Regions from separate parts of the Mus musculus genome. Here all the other regions are linked to region 4. The links are chromatin contacts, called in public HiCAR-type, HiChIP or PLAC-seq and Micro-C maps. All regions are on one chromosome and are shown on one strand. Each heading gives the region's core, a stretch centred on a gene start, on an enhancer-like site or on the middle of the called end of the contact. The rest is flanking DNA. Distances are from core to core; before and after follow the strand shown.

Region 1 (3,235 bases), core at 573-3,072, 480 kb before region 4:
ACATACGCACATGCATTAATGCTTGAGAGATTTTTTGGAATAATGATAAGCATTTATAGACTTTTATGGGTAATAGCAAGTCTTTTAATTTCTTTGCAATATTTTTATTAAAATGTTTTATTTGCTCTTCACTATAAATATTCTCGCTCTCCACTTTTACCTATGAAACAAGTTGCAAGTTTTATATACTAAAGGCCAGATTAGAAATGTTGCAGTCATTATGTGCTTCAAATATACGTGGCATTAGTGATTCAAAAGCAGCCCTGAGCAAGCTACAAATAAATGCATGTAGTTGTATTCCAATAAAGCTTTATTTACAAAAGCAGAAAGCCTGTAGTTTTCCAGTATGTACTGGATCTACTGTAGGAGATTGGAATCAGTGATCGTTCTGGTTTTATTATGTCACTGTGGTAAAACACTCTGACTAAAAGTAACTTAGGAGAAGAAAGGATTCATTGAGTTTATATTTCTAGGTCATAGTCCATCACTGAGGGAAGTCAGGACAGGAGCTCAAACAGGAACATGAAGTAGAGACCATTGGAAAACCTGGTTGCTGGCTCGAAAGCTCATGCTTAGCTAGACTTCTTACCCAGCACAAGGCCACCAGCCCAGGTAAAAGTGCTGCCCAAAGTGAGCTTGCCCCTCCTAAATCAATTAACAATCAAGAAAACTCCCCACAGACCTCCCATAAGCTAATCCTATCTGAGGCTCCTAGGTTGTGCCAAGTCGACAATCAAAGCTAACTAGGTCAATAGTAAAAACTTTCCCAAACATGACTTCTAGCCTTCAATATGCAGTTAATATAAGCAGCAAAGTATAGGTGACTTTCCATAACTCTAAACTATTAAAACAAGGAAGACTAAGTTCATTGTATCTGGAAAATGGAGGCACAATGTATAATCAACGAAACTGTTAAAAAATTAGAATTATATGTAATTTGAAGTTCTGCCTCGATGCAACAGCCCTCCTGTCTGTGAGGGTTCTGAGCAGAAAAGCTATTATTTCCCACTTATGAACCACAAATGGGCTGAAGATATTTGCATACCTTTTTTATACATAATATATACCGGCACTCTAACCTCTGATTCTTCTTACTAAATTCCATTTAATTTGCCATTAATTAGTAAATTGTTATGTGAAATGCCTGCAAAGCATCTTGGGTGAACTGGCCCTGGCATGATGACTATTCTTCTGCGAGCTATCTGAAATTGTTATTGCTGAGCAATTTCCATGAAAATAGGAGGGCCTGCGAGCTGTTCTTTTAAAATCAGAATAAAATGAACTAAATGGAGGAGAACAAATAAAAGCAATAATAAATCAAGGACAAAAGACAGGAAACTTGTCTCCCCCAAAAAAGTATCTAAGAAGTGCATTAGCCTCTTGTGGATTCAGGTGCTTCCTTGACTCGGAGTGAGGCTGGGAACAAACACAGCAGCGGCAAAGACTGGTCCAGAGGAAACCTGAGAAATACCATTAACGTTCGCATTAAGGGTCTTCTGAAGGGTGGGGATGTGCCTCTGCGGGAGCTGGTTACCAGCAAGGCCTCTTCCTTCTCTAGGACACACTGAGCACATTAACCCATTCAAGGTCAGTTGCAGATCATGGACACCCCCCGCCCCACCCCCATTTCTTTTCTCCCCTTCTTCCACTTACAGCCAGTGCAAACTCACCTTCACTTTAGAGTGGACTTTTGCCTTCAAATTGCTTCCCTGGTAAACTCTCTTTTGGCCTCCTCCGGAACCAAGCCCAGAAGAAAGGGGAGCCTCTGTCCTTCCACCCTCCCTTCCCTGCCTGCTCCTCTGCTGGGTTTCAATGGCTGAATGAACAGTGTGTTAGGTTCACTGAACTTGGTGTTGGCTAGGGTTCTGTGCAGAGACAAAGTCAGCTTCCAGGCCAATTTCCATATGAAAGCAGCTGAGGTCTCTTTCCCATTTTGGAATTCCAGGCAGCACTAGGCTTCTCCATTCCCACCCCCACATCCCAACCCACTCCTAATCTCCACCCACTCCAACTTCTCTGGCTAGGGATAGCTCTCACCAGTTACTGGAGCCTGAGAGAGAGAGAGCAACCTTGAACAAAACAAAACAAAACAAAACAAAACAAAACACAGACTACACTTGCTTCCTATTTCCTGGGGTCAGAGGTAGAAGAGTCTGCCTATTAGGGTATAAGGTGGACGGTGGACAGAAGCCGGTATGTGAGGTCCTACTTAGGAGTAGGAGTAAGTGGAAACAGAAAGGTTTCTTCAATGCTGTTTTGAAGAAAATTGTAATTTCCACTGCCAACTATTTAAGAGCAAACACAACCCACTAAGACTTGCCCTGGCTGTCTGTAAATTGGGTGTTTGGTCTTTGGTGAATGGCTTCAAAATTCTTGTTTCCTTTCCAAGGTGTGGTTTCATCAACCTAAAAAATCCATAAGCGCAGGGCTCGTTTGGAACCACTGAAAGCCTGTTGGCAAATAATACCCTCAGACTAGAAGGCACTCACGAATGCCCAGAACTGGGCAAGGTTGATGCAACAGGGCCCTCACATCCTCCTGTCTTTCACTCTCACCTTCAGAAGTTGCCAGAGGCCTGGAGAGATGGCTCAGTTGGTAGAGTGCTTGCTGTGTAAGTGTGAGGACCCGAGTTCGGATCACTGGGACCCATATAAGTCACTGGACAGTATTTGTATAACCAGCCATGAGGCAGACAAGAGAATCCCCCAAAGCTGGTGGACTGGCTTTCCTGGCATGTTACAAGGCTAGACATCACAAAAAGATACTGGCTCAAACTAGGAGGACATAGGTTGTCTTCTGACTTACACACACACACACACACACACACACACACACACACACACACACACACAAAAGCGCACGCAAATTCATCACACACAGACATCAAGGTTAAAAAATAAAGAAGTTGCTAGTGTTCAAATCAGCTTTTATCCACTGGCTTGCATTACTTAGTATTAGTTCCTCCCATTTCCATACCTGGTCATACTGCAGTTACACTTCAAACAACACTTTGCCTCTCCCGATTGTGAAAGAGTAAAGTGCAGTGTCTAAGGGGCCGTGGTGAAACACATGCTGGTATTGCTTTCGTTATGTCTCCTAAGAACTGTCAGTTCAATAACAGTGCAACTGTCTGCAGGATGATTTATACAGCTGTAATATAATATGAATGCCACAAAATCATGATAGAATCCATGCCTTTGGTGGGAGAACTAACATGGTCATGTCAGCATATGTG
Region 2 (3,417 bases), core at 908-3,407, 360 kb before region 4:
TGAGACCCCCAGCCCCACCCCAAGTCTTCTGGGACTAAGGACCGTAAAGCCAGTCTAAATCTCCTACCTTTCTTCTTTATGAGAGTGGCGAGATACCTATGACCACCAGCCCTACTAGACAATGCACTACTGTTCTAAGCCTCAGCCCCATCAGCAGTTTCCAGTGAGACCTTGAACAAGAGGCAAGGTTCACCTGTTAGACACACAAATCCACTTCATCTCATTTTCCCAAACCCTGTAATCAGCTCTGCCTAACATGTTCCTTGTTTCTGTGACAGTTTCAAAATGTAAATCTAAAGCTCTTTGGTCTGAGACATTATTTTTCTGCTTCAGCCTTCCTGCAGTTTGTCTCAAATGGAGGCTTTGATAGAATAAAGAAAGCTATTTTTCTCTTCGAGCCTTTCCATTGCATCTAGGCAGAATAAAAATATGCACAATCTTTTCCTTCAGGTTCTCTCTTCTTCCCAAATCTGGAGACGAGGAAGAAGGTTAGAAATGTTTTTGAACTGGGGAAAATAATCTCTCCTTCCCATGTGTGGATAAGTCTTCCCTGGCCCCTGGCTGGTTTGCCAGCAATACTATGAAATTTCTCACTGCTTCTGCTCCATAAATACACTGGGCACAATTTACTTTTTGAGGCACCTCATTTCCTCCAATTAATAATTTTGGAGCCATAACTTACAAATATTTTTTCTTAAAGAAATCTCCCACCTTGCCTGTTGACCCAGTTATCATAGGACACTTCCTACCTGGCATTGTTCAATGGAGTTAACTTCCAGGCAGTTCCCTTGTAGGTAGAATTTCCAATTTAAGCACTGCTTTGATTTTGAGTTTTTAAAAAAGATTTATTTTATTTGTAATAATGTATGGATGTGTCTGTGGGTGGGTACACAAGTGTTCATGTGTGTGTGTGTGTGTGTGAGGGGGTTATACCTGTGTTCACGGTGTTCAAGGAGTTTAGAATAGGGCACCAGATTCCATGTGGCTGGAGCTGTAGGCAGTGATGAGTCACAGTGTGGGTCTGGGAGCCAAACTCAGGACCTCTGTATAAGCACTACATATTCTCCACCACTGAGCAATTTCTCCAGCCTGCTCAACTTTGTTTTTAAAGACCCTTGCATACTGCCTCCCATAAAAGCAACGCTGTAGAGTTAAGGGTGTTGTCTGTTGTTTGTCTTAATAACAAATCGAATTACACTAGTTTTTATATCAAGGACAAAATGACCCATTTGCTACCAGTGAGCATAGCAGTGGGGGTATCTTTCCTTGAGGCTTTATTTAGGAAGTTTAAATAGGCCACATCCCTAGCCTGAGTACTGATTAGGCCCCAAGCCTGTCAAAACAATACGCAGCTGAAGTCTATGTGTCTTCTTCTCTTTCTTTTTTACCAAGCCACACCCCAAGGGAAACCGATGCTCAGTCTTCCTCCTCATTTTTCCAAATGCAGTTAGCTTATTAGGTTTGACTTAATGAAGAAAATAGTTGGTGGCAATGAGCCAGCCTCAGTAACATTCTGAGGAAAGAGCCGAGGACTCTGAAGAAGGTGAGGAAAGAGAGAAAGAAGAAAAAGAAAAAGAAAAATATGTGCAACTAAGCACTTTTCATATTTCACGTTGAACAGTTGGGCACCATTTGTTAAAAGGAGGGAAAAACAGTTTCGATATTCTAAGCGTACTGCTTAAACCACAAATTCTGTAAAAAATGAACAGCACAAGCTATTAACAGCGGTACGCGTCCTAAACACCTTAGGCGAGAGGCCGGGATACTAATGCAAGGAGCCCCTCCGAGCCATCAGTCTGCACAGGGCTCGGCTCCCGCAATTTCATAAGATAAATGCCTCTGCTGTTGTTAGATGATGAAACTACAGCTGAGGCGAATCTCCGTGTTTTTCGCCAGTGATTTAATAAAGGGCCAGCTCGGGATAAATATGGAACGGCTACTCCGGAAGCTCTTTTAGTTTTGCGCTGAAATGTGATAGAACTTGCTTCTGTAAATTGATTGCAGCCAAAGTTCTGATTTGCCCACGCATGGAAGAAAGATGTTTACTAAGTCACGGACTGTAAACATCCCGTGTAACACGCTGTGCTGTAACGTTAGAGGGAGGCTAGGGAGAGAAACCTCCTCAGGCAGAGCCCTGGGAGGGGGGTCTGGGAGAGGCGGGGTTGCTGCACGTGATATCTGACCGCTGACATCACTTTTCAGAGTCAGGACTGGCTGAGAAGAAAGGAGAATGTGGGGCGAGTCTGGGATGTAGTTTTCACCATCCCTCACCTTAACTTTCTCATAAGAACTTCGCTGTCCATCAGAAATCCCATGAGTACTCACTTTATATTGTTTTGTCTTAAGCGGTATTAAACATATATCCAATCAATAAGTAGCTAGGGGCCTGAGGAGATGACTTGGTGGGTAAAATGCCTCCTGTGCAGGCATGAGGGCATGGGCTCAGAACCCTAGCTCGTGTAAAATAAATAAATAAATAAATAAATAAATAAATAAATATTTTTTTAAAAGTCTGGCACAGCAGTGCCCACCTGTAATCCTAGCACTGAGTAGGCAGAGATAGGACGATTCCAGGACCATTCCACAGTTAGTCTTTATGACTTAGTTTTAATGAAAGACTCTGTACCAAAGAATAAGATGAAAAATAACAAAGCAAGACAACGGAAATTGACCCCTGCTTTGGGACACACATACTCATGTACACATGCATATGCACACACAGGAACCAGGCAGTGAGGTGATTAGAGGCTTAAGGAATCAACATGCCGTCCAGCTAGATAAACACACTTTGCTATAGACAACTCCTTCCAAAAACTGCTTTAGTTAATAGATGACAAGACTCACTATAATTTAAAAGTTTTTCTTTTTCTTTTATTCTATGCTCATTGCTTTTTTGTCTGCATGTATGTCCGTGTACCACATGTGTGTGACTGGTGCCCATGAAAGCCAGAAGAGAGTATCAGATAGCCTGGAGTGGAGTTATAAAAGGTTGTGGGCTACCATGTGAATTGGACTCAGGTCCTCTGGAAGAGCAGCCACTGGTCTTAACCACTGAGCCATCTCTCTAGGCCCAAGACTCACTATAATTTTAGTGAATATATTTATGTCTTTTATCCACGAACAAGAAAAATCTGTGACCCCATGTTTTATGAACAAAAATAAGTAAACCAGAGAATAGGAGAGGCAAATTTATCTCTGTTTATTTGGAGTTTATACACCCTATGGATGCGTGTGTGTGTGTGTGTGTGTGTGTGTGTGTCAGTGTGTATTTGGGTTCATGTGCACATGGTGCACACGTATGCCTGTGAGAACCCAAGATCAACCTTGGGTGTTGTCTCTCACCAGCCATCCTACTTGTTTTCTGAAATATCCTCTCTCATTAGGACATGAGATTGCCCATTAGATTAAGCTGTCTAG
Region 3 (3,322 bases), core at 40-2,539, 260 kb after region 4:
AATGAACGGTCTGCGGACTCTGTTGGGCCGGGAAAGGTAGGGAGGGGTGTGTGGGAGAAAGTCACTGACCTGCCCGTTCTTGCAGAGATCCGCCCACATGCTGGTTCCGTCGCCGCCACGCATGAGAATGTGGTACGTGAAGAAGTAGATGCCCCGCACCTGGCAGCTGAACTTGCCTGTAGTGGGGTCGTAGTGATTGCCAAGATTGGTGACCACGTCGTCGAACTTGAGCACCTCGTAGCCTTCGTGGGGGCTCTTGAGTCCCACGTAGAAGGCGATCTTGGGACCGCTGAAGGCGGCGCTCAGCGCACTGGTCACTTCTCCCTCCGTGTCGCCACCGCCCCCGGTTCCGCCACTCACCACTCCAACGCCACCGGCCGCGCTGGTTGTCAACTGCAGTCCGGGTAGCCCTGGCCTCCCCGAGTCTCCTTTCTCTCCCGGGGGACCCCTGGGCCCAGGAGGCCCTGGCTCTCCAGGAGGACCCCGAGGCCCTGGCTTGCCTGGTCGCCCCGGATCACCCTTTGGTCCCTGGATAAACGGAGGCGGGGGGTTGGCGCTGAGGTCCTGCATAACTTCCAGGGCAGCGGTACTGGGTCCCGGCGGTGGAGCCTTGGCGCCCGCGGGTCCCCCTGCGGGAGCGACGCTGTATGGGTCACAGATCATGCGGCAGGTGCCCAGCATCTCGTAGTGAGCCGCTCCGGGGGGCGCCGCCTGCAGCAGCAGAGGCACCGCGATCAGCAGCCCCAGTGCCATGGCCAAGAGCACGCCGACGGCCGCCAAGCAGGCGCGCCGCCGCCGCTGCCACAGCCGGGAGGCGACCGCCACCAGCTCCTCCTTGCCGCCTGGGGAGGTAATGGTGGAGCGGCGCCGGGTGGCCCCGCTCTATGCGTTCGGACGCCAACTCCGCAGGTCCCCTCCGCGTCCCCGACGTGGAGACCCCTCTCTTAGCCACCCAACTATTTCAACGAGAGGTATCCGGACCTGGGCTCCTGAGGCCACCGCTCTGGAACTGATCTGGAGAGTCGAAGAGCCCGACACGCATGACGAGGGGCTCACAGGACGAGCCCGGCACCCCGGCGGGGACCGGGTAGTGGCGGCTGGGGAATGCTGGGTCTCAGTGCGGCGTCCGGTGTTGGCTCAGCTGCGCTGGTTCCTGCTCTGCTGGGATTGGCGGGGCTTGGCAGGGTTCGGCGGGACGCGGGATCGGCTCTGCCGCACGCTCTGCTCTGTTCTCCCTCTACTAGCTGGTTCCCGGGCGGAGGGGGTACCCAGCTACCCTAACGTAAGATCAGGACTGAGCGGCGGAGGCGGCGAGGCAGCAGCGTGCGCTGCCATCACTCGGGAGACGGCGCTCTCCTGTCATCAGCTCCCATCCCGCGGCGTCCTCCGGAGATGTGCCTGCTGGCGGCGCCCAGGAGCCACAAGTGGGAGCAGCGGGCAGCAGCCCCTAGCTGGGGCTCCACAGACACACCCACTCTTGCCCACTCTCCTCTCGCAGACCACCAAGCTCTGGAACCCACGCGCGCAATCAGTGGGTGCATACAGCACCCACACACGACCACGATGTGGTGCCTGCGAAGTCCTGGCGGGGTCACCAAATCCATTTCCTATCTGGATGAGCCCAGGTCTCAACCCAAGTCCAGGACAGCCTAAGCTTCCAGTTCAAGAACAGAAGCACACACTGTATGTTGCAGCCTTTTCTGTTTTAAAACAGAAAGCGGGGTGGCAGAGGGGGATTCGCATACTACATACAGAAAGTAACCAACTTCCAAATAGAGGAGTAAGAGGAGGGGCACACCTACATCTTATTCAGAAGGCTGAATGGTCTTATATGTCTAGTCAGCTCTTGGAATTCGAACACGTTTAGTAACTGTTGATGAACAATTTTCAAAATAAAAAGAGGAAAGCAGGGCAGTGATGGTGCATGTCTTTAATCCCAGCACTGGGGAGGCAGAGGCAGGCAGATCTTTGAGTACAAGGCCAGCCTGGTCTACAGAGTGAGTTCCAGGATAGCCTGAGCTACACAGAGAAACCCTGTCTTAAGAAGAAAAAAAAGAGAGAAAGAAAAAAGAAAAAGAAAGGAAGAAAAAAACCTCTAAATTAATTAATTGAGCAACTAAGTGGAAACAATAAATAATTAAAGTAAGGCCTCTGGGGAAACAAGATGTCAGTAGTGGTACTGAACCCTTGTTTCTTTTAAAGGTTGTTTTTTTTTTTTTTAATTCATGTACATTGGTATTTTGCCTGCATGTGTGATCGTGTCAGATTCCCAAGAATTGGAGTTTCAGACATTTGTGAGCTGCTATGTGGGTGCTGAGAATTGCATCTAGGTCCTCTAGGAAGAGCAGCCAGTACTCTTAACTCAAGCCCTCTCTCCCCTGCCTCAACTCTAATTTCTTAAAGGCAGATTCCTTCTCCTCCTCCTCCTCCTCCTCAGGGTCTCAATCTCTTCCCCCTTCCTGTTGTTACTTATTTTCTTCTTTAAATTTAGTTTCTTTCGTAAACATCATACAAAATATTAGATGTCATTATAGCATTTTAAAACAACGTGTTTTAGTAAATTCTCCTCCCTTACCTTCACCATTCACACTGAAGGCACAGGGAGCCCTGCTCCAGGCTGGTGAGTGAGTTCCTCTCCAGGAACACCCCAGCTCCCTCTCCCTGCATCCAAATGCATTTGCACCCCTCCTCCAGCTGGGGCACAATTAAAGGAGAATCATCTATGTCCTTCTACTGCTACTAAAGAGGAAACAGAGCCACACACACTGGGCCCCTGCTCCCCCGGGGAGCTGGGAAGGCACCTACCTCAGAGGGGAAGAGCCCCTGGTCTGGGTAGGCTGGATGTCCTGGTGCTGTCTATCACCTACACAAGTGAGTGACCCCACACCTCTGGTTTCTGGGCCACCTTCCGGGGCGGGGCTTGTGCTCTAAAGAGAGTGGTTGTTTATCAGATGCCATGCTCAGTGGAGTCTCACTTTTCACTGTGGTTGCTTCTGCTCCCACCGCTGGCCACTTGCTGGTCCCACCACAGCACAGGTCTCCACAATATTCCTGCTAAGAACGGCTGTGTGGTTGCTTTGTGAGTTCTCTTCCCTTCCTTTGCAGATACAGTCCTGTGCATTCATGCCTTTTCTCCTCTAATATAGATGGGAAAACACAGGCTTTGATGGTACGAGGAGCTTGTCCAGGGTCTACCCTGGCTTTCTGAGTTTTCAGATCTCCCCAGTCTGCCCAGAGCAACCCTAGAATGTGTAATTGTAGGAGGCCCAGTGTTGGGTTCCAGTACTACAACCCATGTGACCTTGAGCAGAGTGTTGCGCAC
Region 4 (3,223 bases), core at 90-2,589:
CCGAACCCATGAGTAGGATCGCAGGGTTGTGTTCCGGGAACTTGGCGCCCTGCGCCCCGGGACTCCCCGCGTTGCCTCCACTACCACCGCCACTGTCCGAGGGCTTCGAGGCTGCTGCCGCCGCTGCCGCCACTGCCGCTGCAGCCGCTGCTGCGGCCGCGGCCGCCGCAGCAGCCGGGTTCCCGGCTTTGGATGCGCCGGCGCTGACAGCGGTGGCGGGCTGGGAGCCGTCGGGTGGGCCACAGTTCGCATCTGGAGCACACAAGAGCGAGGCAGCCCCCGAAGCTCGTGTGCCCAGAGAGTGAACGGGGTCTCTACCTGCACCAGTCTGGCCTCGGTCACGCTCCACGCGGCTTCCTCCTCCTGCTGCTGCGCCTCCTCCGGCTGCAGCCGAAGCCACCAGGAGCTGAGGCAGGGGCTGTTCCTTTTTGCAACCGAAATCGGGCCTTAGGATGTTATCGATGAAAAAGTTGGTGGTGCGGTGCAGCTGGGCCGCGGGCTGCGGCTGGTGAGCAGGCGCCGCGAGATGCTGCGGTGGCGGCGGCGGCGGCGGCGGCGGGGGCGGGGGATGCGGGGGGAGGTGCGGGTGATGGGCCAGGGGCGGCAGACAGGGTGCCGCAGGAGGCGACGGGGGCGCTGGCTGCGGGGACACCGGCACGCTGTCTCCATCGCTGCCGCTGCTGCCGCTGGCTCCTGGGCTCAGACTCAGACTGAGGCCGCTCGGGGCCGCCGCTGCCACCGCGCCGAGGCCCGAGTCGCGCTGACTTTTAGGCTCCGGCTGCTGTTCTTCCATGCTCGGCCGCCCGGCAGCCCTGGCCGCGGCGCCGGCCCCCGCCCCCCGCGCCTCGCTCCCCACCCCACTTTGCCAGCGGGCCCGTGGGGGTGCGCGGAGAGGAAGAAGGCAAAGCGAAGCCTCAGCGAAGGCACAGGGCGGATGCAGGCGGAAAAAAGAAAGGCGAGCGTCTGGCCTGGCTCTCGCCCGCTCTGGTGGAGCAAATCTCGCTCTCTCCCTCTCTCTAATTTGTAGACATCCAGATACAGTGAAGACACTTGGCTATTATTTTCTTTTCTTTTTCTTTCTTTCTTTTTTTTCTTTCAGCAACAAGATTTCAGTGATTGGTCTTAATGGGGGGATAAGCCACGGCTCAGAAAAAAAAAAAAAGAGGGGAGAAAAAAAAAGAGAAAAAGGAATTTTTTTTAAAGCTCCGAGACTTTTTCCTTAAAGGGAAAAAAATAATCTTTAAAGTCTAGCCATCTTCCTAGGCAGTAGAGGGGTTTGACTTCCCCAGTGTCACGCTCAGCTGTGCCCAGAGAGCGAGGCTGGCAGCGCCTTTAATCGTCTTTGCTTTTTTGCAGGGAGAGCGCGTCTCCGCCAGTGCCGGGCTCCCTTTTCCCCCCTGAAATCTCTGACAGCTCGGATCTTTGCACAAACTCTCTCGCTTAAAAAAAAAAAAAATCACCCAGGCACACTTTTTGCCTTCAAACCGGAAGCACGTGAGTCAGGGCCGCACGTGTGTGAGACCAATGGCGAGCCAGAACTCGCGCTGACACTCAGGGTTCGGCCCAATGGGCGCGCGCGGGACTTTGCGGATAAATAATCCGGGGGCGGCGGCCGTGGGTGGAGAGGGGGTGCAGAGGCTCAGGCCCCGTACGTCCGGCCTGCCCTGCCCCCATTTGTGCCCACGCCCCTCCCCCCTTCAGATCCGGACTGAAGAGGGCATGAAGAGATCCGAGAAAGCTAGAATTTGGGATGTAGACAGATAAGAGAAGCAAGTCCACAACTTGTTGGAGAAATACAGGACTATGGGTTCGTGTGTGCTGGGAACAACGAGAAGCGGCAGGGATTTGGGATACCATACACCCCCCTCCCCATCCCCGGTCGCCGATTTAGTTTATATTCTTATATTCCCACGTTCTCTCTCTGTCTCCCCCCCCCCTCTCTCTCTCTCTCTCTCTCTCTCTGTGTGTGTGTGTGTGTGTGTGTGTGTGTGTGTGTGTGTGTGTGTGTGTGTGAAAAACCAAGAGATCGGGCATGAGCGAAAGACTTAGGGCTAGCTACCTTCAGAGGTGTCGTTTGTTTCCCACTAATGGCAAACCCAAGAGGCCTGCTACACCTTGCTGGCACTGTTGGTTTGTGTCAGTGGCTAGCCACACTGTCGCTGAGAGATTCGTAACTATGCCCTTCCCTGTCTGGATCACCAACACCCACAAGCTGTCCGGACGCTGTGGAGCCACGTCCAGAGGCCATAGAAGAGCCCTAGTGCATTCTGCCCTTTTCTTCCTTGGCTAAGGGAAATCCGGATTGCCCTAGCCCGGTAGAGTTGTCTCAGAAGAGCACCTAAGCCAGGCGACATGATGTGCCTCCTTGCAAGGCCTAGGTTTGGGTTTCAACTTCAGTGAAACCTCTGTGTTAGATTTCCCTGCAAAGTAAAAATCAGAACAATAAAACTACCGCGCTTCAAATGTTTGCCTTGGCCGGCTGAAGATTCAACAACGGGTTACCCTAATTCTAAGCTGAATTCGCTGGAATTGCTGCCCACTCCTGGGCATCTTGGGGTGGGGCCCTGAGCACTTTCGCCTCCAGTCGCTTCCACGCTGCTGTATTCTGGGCATTTCCTCTTTTCCCGAGTGAAATACCTCAAAAGTTTTTCCTCAACCCAGGTTAGAGAGTGAAGGGTGATGCTGGACGCCGGAGAGATTTCCTGGAGAGCTGTTTTGGAGGGTCGGGTACGAATAGACTGTTGAAGCCTTCAGTCCAAGAAAGCCTTCCACAGAGGAGGCCTTTCCCACCCAATGTCCTGTTGGAGATCCTGGCAGAACTACACTTCCCTGATCACCATCCCCAAATGTCATAGTTTCTGACTACCTCATAAGAGTTACACTCTCTACCCCTAGTTAAAAAAAAAAAAGTAAGATTTTATTTACACAGAGGCTAGATTGGGAAGAACATACAACCAAACCCACCAGTCTAACCGGAGCAATGATGCAAAGTTTGTCCTGGACGAAGAACAGAATTCGCCTTTTGCTTGGCTGCCTCTCAGGCTCAGCCGAGAATCTCCCGACTTCTCTGGGCCGGGTTTCCAAAAAGGACTGGGCTGGGGCTTGGTGGCAAGAACCTCTCCAGAGTTGAGTCTCTGGGGCCACCGCGGTCTCTCCAACTTTCTGAGGCTTCTCCACATCTACTGTGCTTTCTTGTGGGTTACCTTCTGCTTCTAACCCAAGG
Region 5 (3,152 bases), core at 91-2,590, 480 kb after region 4:
TTCTGCAGCTCTGTCGTGTTTTACTTAGTTGTACTTCCTCATTGCCCCGCTGTAGTCTTTTGTCCCGGGACACATATTCTTGGATTTGAATGCCGTCTAAACTCAACCCTCTGAACCTGCTGTGCACTCCTAAGCATGTTCTCCCTAACACTCTGGGTTTTCTCAATTTCTCTGACCTCCGTGTCTAGCTTAAAAGGCATAACTTAGGCAGAGGCAGGCGGATTTCTGAGTTCGAGACCAGCCAGAGCTATACAGAGAACCCCTGTCTTGAAAAACCAAAAAAAAAAAAAAAAAAAAAAAAGGCAAAACTTTTCCCCAGTCTCCTCTCCCCAGTGGATGTCAACATTTTCAGCTTGTCTGTCCTGTGGGTTTTTTACCTCAAACTTTTAATATAATTGTCCTCAAGCTTCCTTCCGAATCAGTTTTAAATTATTTCACTAATGAGACTAAGAATTCAAAGACCTCAGTGTCCACAGTAACTCCTGCTTACTCCTGCTTCTGCTAGAATGCTCCTTCCGACTTGCAGGACTCGCTCAAACAGCATCTTCTCCCCAACCCCTCTCCACACACATCAGTTATAACTTCCAACTCTTTACTTTTTAAACTAAATCAACTATGAACCCACTATAAGACGCTGCAAAGTAGCAAAGATTCGTCTGTTTGTCCTCTGCTGCGTGTCCAAGGTCTAGGAGTCGGCAAGCATCAGGTCACGTGTTTAAAAACCATTTGAAAAGTTATTCACTTAACCAAGGCTCGATGGGCACCTCTTCTTGTGCAAGTTTGTTATATCACATTGTCTCCGCCTTTATAAAGCACTGATGGAACACAAGACTGCGTTAGGGGTGCAGGACCGACAAGTATGGGCAATGTCAAAGAATATGCCAGAAGTTCAGAAGAAAAGGCCTAGATATGGACTTGGTCCAGCGGGCCACCATTGCGCTGTGCACCGGGGATTCTTCCCTGGATTTTCCGAAAGGGGTCGGGGCATCCCATTTTCTAGTCGGATAATTTACTCAACCAGCGATGCAACTTCCGGCCTCTTTCCAATCCGCATGAGAGTTAAAGGGAAAGAATCATACTGATTTCTGCTCTCCTCCCGCAGCACCCCATTTCACGCGTTCTCAGTGCCTGCTAGCTCCTGCCCAACTGCCCTGACGGAGAATGTCCCGTCCGTCCCTTCCCCCACGGAAAAAAAAAAAAAAACGAAACGCGTCCCACCTGCTCCCAACGTGCCCCGCGGCTCCTCCCCGCGCGTGCGCAATAAACTCCCTCTTGGGTCCGGGAAGGGTTGGAGCGCTCCGCTAGGATGGACACGCCCCCGAAAGCAGATCCGACTTCTGATTGGCTGCTGCCGCTCGCCCGAGCTCAGTTGGAACGCCGGGGTTGTGCTTTTAAAGGCGCTAGCTGGTGCGCTCTGTGACTTGATTGCTGCTGCTTCTGAGCTTGCTCCCGCGCTTTCGGCATCCGTATCACCTCACCAGTATGTCTCAGGTACTGCGTGTGCCCCGCCGGGCTGCGAAGATGCTGTGGGTTTGGGGACAGCCGGGTCTATTTCCTCAGATATCCCGCAGCTCTTCTGGGATCCGAGCCCAGCTCATAGCCTGGGGAGCGGAACTTTTTCCCTTGCAGATATGTAAAACTGCCACCCACGCCGGAACTGCCAGAGAGTTGCCGGTGGGCTGAACTCCTGGGTGAAGCAGGAACAGGGTCCTCGAAAGAAAGATGGGGCGTAAGAGGGAAGGAAGGACAGGGAAGATTGAATCCCACACTGGGAAGAACCGAATGGAATAGAGGGGCACTCATACAGGCCCTGGCTGAAGAGCCTGGAGGTCGGGGAAGGTATTTAGTCTTGTGCCTGGCCTGCCCCTGTACAGAAGAGATGTGAGTAGGTGAGGTGGTCCAGAAGCCTTTTCCTTCCCTCCAGTGGAGACCACTACCGAGGACTGAGCCCTGTAGGGCGATCTCTGACTCCTCCCACTTGCCTCTCCCTAATCTGGGCACTGGGACAGAGGTCAACGCTGAACTCCAGGCCCCTGTAGGAAGGGACCAGCTGGCTCCAGACACTGGATTCCACCGCATTCCTCTCCTGAACTCTGATCGACTGTTTTGATCACACCACGTTTCCCCTTACTGCCCAGTCAATCTCCGCTGATCATAGGTCGGGCTTTACTGGAACCCCAGCAATTGTTGGATCTGGGCCAGTGGTGGCCCAGGCAGTTAGTTGGGCAAGAAAATTTTCAAGGGCGTGCACTTCCACTGTGAGCCAAAACTATTCCCAGCACTTGACACAGTGCTGTAACTGCTTGAGTGGACAGGTGGGCCTTAGGGAATCCTGGCAAGAAGAGGGAATATGGGAGGCATCCCTGGGCCTCTCCCACTCAGGCAACCTACATCTCGTTCCTCTCCCTCTCCCTCACTCTTAGGCTGAATTTGACAAAGCCGCTGAGGAGGTGAAGCGCCTCAAGACTCAGCCAACTGATGAAGAGATGCTGTTCATCTACAGTCACTTCAAACAAGCTACTGTGGGCGATGTAAATACAGGTATGCCCAGCTTCTCATCAGAGCGGGCCAAGTTGGCTCGGCAGCCCGGGAGTCTGAGAACTTCGCCTTCCGACTGCCAGAGGCAGGCTGTGATGACAGAACATTGGTATGGAGACCTTAAGCTGAGAGATTGTCACCTGCAAAGACCATCTCCCTAAACTCTTAGTGACTCTGGGAGCAGAGTCAGTGTGGGTTTACAAGGACTTTACTGATTATCTCAGCATCTACTCTGAAGGCAGCAAAGGCTCCAGCCTTGTTGCTCAGCAGTCGCTTTCTCGAGCCTCCCGTTTCCATCAGATGAACAGGGTCATGGAGTGCTTGGCCTCTTTCCCAAGCCGAATAGATGAGCAGATACATCATATCTGGTACCCTGGGGCAAGGCAGAAGTGCTGCTGGCCCAAGTCTGCCCTATCCAGGTGACTTTTCTCCCTATCCAAAAATCTTGGGCAGATTTTTCTTTTTTGCCAAGTATTGTAGGTTGATGGGCCAGCCTGTCTCTGCCTCTCCAGCACTGTTATAAGCACAGGCTGCTGCGTGGCCTTATATTTGTTTCCCTCCCACATGGGTTCCGGGAGTCAAACTCACACCCTCGTACTTTACTGGCTGGCCTG
Region 6 (3,047 bases), core at 531-3,030, 410 kb before region 4:
ATGTTATCCCCTTTCCCGGTTTCCTCTCTGCAAACCCTCTATCCCATCTCCCCTTACCCCCACTACTATGAGGTGCTCCCCAACCCCACTCCCTCCTCACTACCCTAGCTTTCTTCTTCACTAGGGCATCAAGCCTTCAGAAGAAACCATTCAAGACTCCTAGCAGGGCAGCAGTGGGAAAGTGTGAGCACTATGCTTCTTACCCATTTCTCAAATCTTAGTGTCTAGTCTTGATGAAGGTAGATGTATTTGTCAATCTGGCACCGCCCAGAATCTCCTGGGAAGCCTCTCAATGAGGAATTGTCTACTATGGGTTAGGCTGTGGGTAAGTCTTGGGAATGCTGTCTTATTATGGTAATTAATAAGGAGAGACTCAGTCCACTGTGGGTGACACTACTTCTTAGGCAGGGGTCCAGAATTATATAAGGACCATGAAATGAACCAAGTAAAGAATCATGCACCCATTCATTTGGACTCAACTGGCAGCTTCATGCTCCTGCCATGGGCACGTCCTTGTGCCAGCATGGATGGTTACCATAAACTGTGAACTGAATAAACACTTCTCTACTGCAAGTTGTTTTTTATCAGGACATTTTGTTGTGGCAACAGAAATGAAACTAGGGAGATATCTTAGCACAGTAAATGTTTGTTTATTTCTTTTATAAAAAGGAAAGATTTATTTTATCTATGTACACGTGTTTGTGTGATTATTTGCACATGTGTCTCTGATGTGGAAAGAGTGTCTTCAGGACACCCTTCTTGTCACATGAGTGTTTCTGTTCAAACTCCAGTCCTCAAGATTACATAGAAGGCACACTTAAGCACTGAGACATCACATCTGTTCCAAAGTTCCTTTCTTGGTCTTGTAATATTATTCTCTGCTGTACAGCTTTCCTCTCTCTTGCTCTCCTTCATTGATGATATGTAAATTTGGGGGTTAAGTCAAGTGAAATGGAGGTTATAAAGGTAAAAGAAAAAAATGTGCTCTTGACTAGATAATGAGGACAAGTAGCAGAAAGAGCTGGATGGGCTTGGACACATGAGATGCCTGTAATGACAGGGAGAGAAATAAGGTACAGGTCATAAACCCAAGGAACCAGGTTGTCTTTGTAAAGCTAAAAGTGGTCCTCAGAAGAACTGGGAAGATTGTGAGGACCGAGAGCCAGCCCACCAGTGAAAGACTCTGCAGCCTCACTGACAGTGGGGTAGGACCAGGCCAAAAAAAAAAAAATCCTTTACACTGAGTGCAAATGATGTGCTTACTATGATATATATATATATATGTATATATATATATACACGTATATATATGTATATATGTGTATATGTGTATATATGTAAACATATATACATATATGTGTATATATGTGTGTATATACATATATATTTACCTTGTATAATGCTTAATTTTGCTTGTCAATTTGGCTAGACCAGAGATAAGCCACTCAGAATACTTCTAAAGTGTTTTCTTGATCTGAGTGGAGAGAACCATCCTAAAGTTCTGCAGTATCTTCTAATGACCACACACATGCCATGGCAGATGAATACCCACACTCACAGACATACACACTCACTCATTGTGTGCATGCACGCGCAAGCGCGTGCGCACACACACACACACACACACACACACACACAAATAATAAATAAAATAAGAATTAAAATGAAAAGAAGACATACTGTGTAGTGACTGAATTTTTGTTAACCTGTCTGGGTCCTGAGATGCTTTAAAAATAGCTCCAGGAAGAAAGCCAGGCTCATCTGAAGGAATGAGTCACAAAGGGCAGACCAGCAGCCGTGACTCAGAGGTATTCTGGGTGAAGGCCTGCCCTGGGTCTTCCAACCACGCCACCCACTCATCTCATATTTCCTTCTCATACGATCTGATTATTCTTTTCTCTTGCTGCCAATCAGACTTCACTTCTCTCACTCAAGCCACGGGTAATTATTTCACCCTTGACTAATTGACGGTGACAAATAGCTACTAAATTGGGTAGATAAGGGGAACAAATTTGGTGTTCTTGTCTTTCCCGGACTTTTCAGGCTGGGAGAGATTGGAATGTTCCCCTGGATTGAATTGCACAAAATTGTACCGTCAATCTTAAGGACATCCGTATGAGCTAACAAGATACAGGGACACAAAAGAAAAAAGAACACAGCAGAAAACTTCCTAACGTTTAATGTCCTAACGGCGGCAGCAGAGTACATAAAAGAGGAAAAAAATGTGTGTGTGTGTGTGTGTGTGTGTGTGTGTGTGTGTGTGTGTGTGTGCCTGCACGTGTACATAAAGCTCACAGCAAGACTGACTGTTGAGTGAGGAATTGTAAATTTATCTACAGCTTATGAACATAATCTCAGCCTAAAGTATGAGTGGGATGAAGTTCTGAGGAAGAAAACCTCTTGCTTGAAGCATGTAGAGTTGCAGTTTCCTTGTCCACAGCAGAATAAAAGTTTATTTCACTTTGTTTTGATCATAGATCATGACTTCTCCACCCTCTGCAAAAGCTCACAATCAGAAATAGCTTGAAAATAGTAGGGGGCTAGGGAAATGGCTCAGTCACTAAATGCTTGCCATCTAAACAGGATGACCTGAGTTTAAGGGCCAGGACCCATGTTAAAAAGCCTGGCATGGCTGCACGTTTGTCAACCCAGATCTGGCACATAGATAGGAGGACTCGAACGACTTGCTAACTGGCAAGTTGAGACAAATCAGTAAACTCAGGTTTATCGAGAGACCCCATCTCAAAAACTAGGGTGGAAACCTACTGAGGAAAACACCTGAAAGGCAACACATCTGACTTAGACATGCATGTATACATTATTGTACATGTGTTTGCCCACATAAATTGATAACCAACATCTTTTACATCATGGACCACTTCAGATGATGGCCCTAGAGAAGCTGAGACCATCCTAGTCTTTCATCATAGCCTCCCTTTACCTCACTTGGTCCTGTATGCTCCACCTACCAGTGGTTTGGCTAATATTTATGGTACTAAAGTGGAAGGAGTTTTTTTGAATTGATTCAGTTTAAAGCGGGATTTTGA

The links. A called contact is a pair of places that touch in the nucleus more often than the background predicts. HiCAR-type assays count read pairs that join an accessible place to other places. HiChIP or PLAC-seq counts read pairs in DNA pulled down with a chosen protein or histone mark.
Region 1: an H3K4me3 HiChIP or PLAC-seq map of neural progenitor cells shows a contact between it and region 4, with 29 read pairs. The contact joins the promoter of Celrr here to the promoter of En1 in region 4. A contact is called at or near these places in 13 of 39 promoter capture datasets (the C10 cell line, cranial neural crest, embryonic stem cells and 7 more), 1 of 15 datasets of contacts at CTCF or cohesin (the NIH/3T3 cell line), 7 of 484 Hi-C or Micro-C datasets (embryonic stem cells, muscle stem cells, neural progenitor cells and 1 more), 23 of 115 datasets of contacts at active chromatin or transcription factors (craniofacial prominence, embryonic basal ganglia, embryonic brain and 14 more) and 3 of 9 other capture datasets (adipose tissue, embryonic stem cells and pancreatic islet).
Region 2: a HiCAR-type map of fibro-adipogenic progenitors shows a contact between it and region 4, with 6 times the contacts expected there. The contact joins the enhancer-like site here to the promoter of En1 in region 4. A contact is called at or near these places in 9 of 39 promoter capture datasets (the 3T3-L1 cell line, 3T3-L1-derived adipocytes, the HPC-7 cell line and 5 more), 7 of 484 Hi-C or Micro-C datasets (the 3T3-L1 cell line, the C2C12 cell line, adipose-derived mesenchymal stem cells and 3 more), 6 of 115 datasets of contacts at active chromatin or transcription factors (craniofacial prominence, embryonic hindbrain, embryonic midbrain and 3 more) and 2 of 9 other capture datasets (embryonic stem cells and liver).
Region 3: a contact with region 4 is called in a Micro-C map of embryonic stem cells, with 5 times the contacts expected there. The contact joins the promoter of C1ql2 here to the promoter of En1 in region 4. A contact is called at or near these places in 5 of 39 promoter capture datasets (the HPC-7 cell line, embryonic stem cells and stem cell-derived epiblast-like cells), 31 of 484 Hi-C or Micro-C datasets (differentiating embryonic stem cells, embryonic ectoderm, embryonic stem cells and 2 more), 6 of 115 datasets of contacts at active chromatin or transcription factors (all in embryonic stem cells) and 1 of 9 other capture datasets (embryonic stem cells).
Region 5: a contact with region 4 is called in a Micro-C map of embryonic stem cells, with 5 times the contacts expected there. The contact joins the promoter of Dbi here to the promoter of En1 in region 4. A contact is called at or near these places in 2 of 39 promoter capture datasets (hippocampal neurons and pre-B cells), 2 of 484 Hi-C or Micro-C datasets (embryonic stem cells and stem cell-derived neurons) and 2 of 115 datasets of contacts at active chromatin or transcription factors (large pre-B cells and pancreatic cancer cells).
Region 6: an H3K27ac HiChIP or PLAC-seq map of the NIH/3T3 cell line shows a contact between it and region 4, with 6 times the contacts expected there. The contact joins the enhancer-like site here to the promoter of En1 in region 4. A contact is called at or near these places in 10 of 39 promoter capture datasets (the 3T3-L1 cell line, 3T3-L1-derived adipocytes, cranial neural crest and 5 more), 9 of 484 Hi-C or Micro-C datasets (the C2C12 cell line, adipose-derived mesenchymal stem cells, cortical neurons and 3 more), 10 of 115 datasets of contacts at active chromatin or transcription factors (the NIH/3T3 cell line, embryonic basal ganglia, embryonic forebrain and 7 more) and 1 of 9 other capture datasets (adipose tissue).

Annotation. Positions count from the first base shown.
Region 1 is chr1:121,085,992-121,089,226 of GRCm38.p6, reverse strand. Celrr (cerebellum expressed regulatory RNA) reads right to left here and starts at 1,822. Exons shown (of 3, transcript NR_110450.1): 1 at 1,671-1,822.
Region 2 is chr1:120,962,726-120,966,142 of GRCm38.p6, reverse strand. No RefSeq gene overlaps it. Among named protein-coding and RNA genes, the nearest start is that of Gm34641, 6.8 kb to the right of the region's middle. Within about 2 kb of position 2,157, at least 41 of the 459 cell types and tissues checked have an H3K27ac peak or open chromatin away from gene starts, as enhancers often do. A contact at or near this core is called in craniofacial prominence, fibro-adipogenic progenitors, muscle stem cells and 1 more, where this site is marked.
Region 3 is chr1:120,338,549-120,341,870 of GRCm38.p6, reverse strand. It overlaps C1ql2 (complement component 1, q subcomponent-like 2), which reads right to left and starts at 1,289. Exons shown (of 2, transcript NM_207233.1): 1 at 70-1,289. The coding sequence starts at 753.
Region 4 is chr1:120,600,603-120,603,825 of GRCm38.p6, reverse strand. En1 (engrailed 1) reads right to left here and starts at 1,339. Exons shown (of 2, transcript NM_010133.2): 1 at 1-1,339. The coding sequence starts at 793.
Region 5 is chr1:120,119,284-120,122,435 of GRCm38.p6, reverse strand. It overlaps Dbi (diazepam binding inhibitor), which reads left to right and starts at 1,340. Exons shown (of 4, transcript NM_007830.4): 1 at 1,340-1,491; 2 at 2,424-2,541. The coding sequence starts at 1,483. It overlaps 3110009E18Rik (RIKEN cDNA 3110009E18 gene), which reads right to left and starts at 1,249. Exons shown (of 6, transcript NM_028439.2): 1 at 1,219-1,249.
Region 6 is chr1:121,013,059-121,016,105 of GRCm38.p6, reverse strand. No RefSeq gene overlaps it. Among named protein-coding and RNA genes, the nearest start is that of Gm34698, 21 kb to the right of the region's middle. Within about 2 kb of position 1,780, at least 49 of the 459 cell types and tissues checked have an H3K27ac peak or open chromatin away from gene starts, as enhancers often do. A contact at or near this core is called in the C2C12 cell line, the NIH/3T3 cell line, muscle stem cells and 1 more, where this site is marked.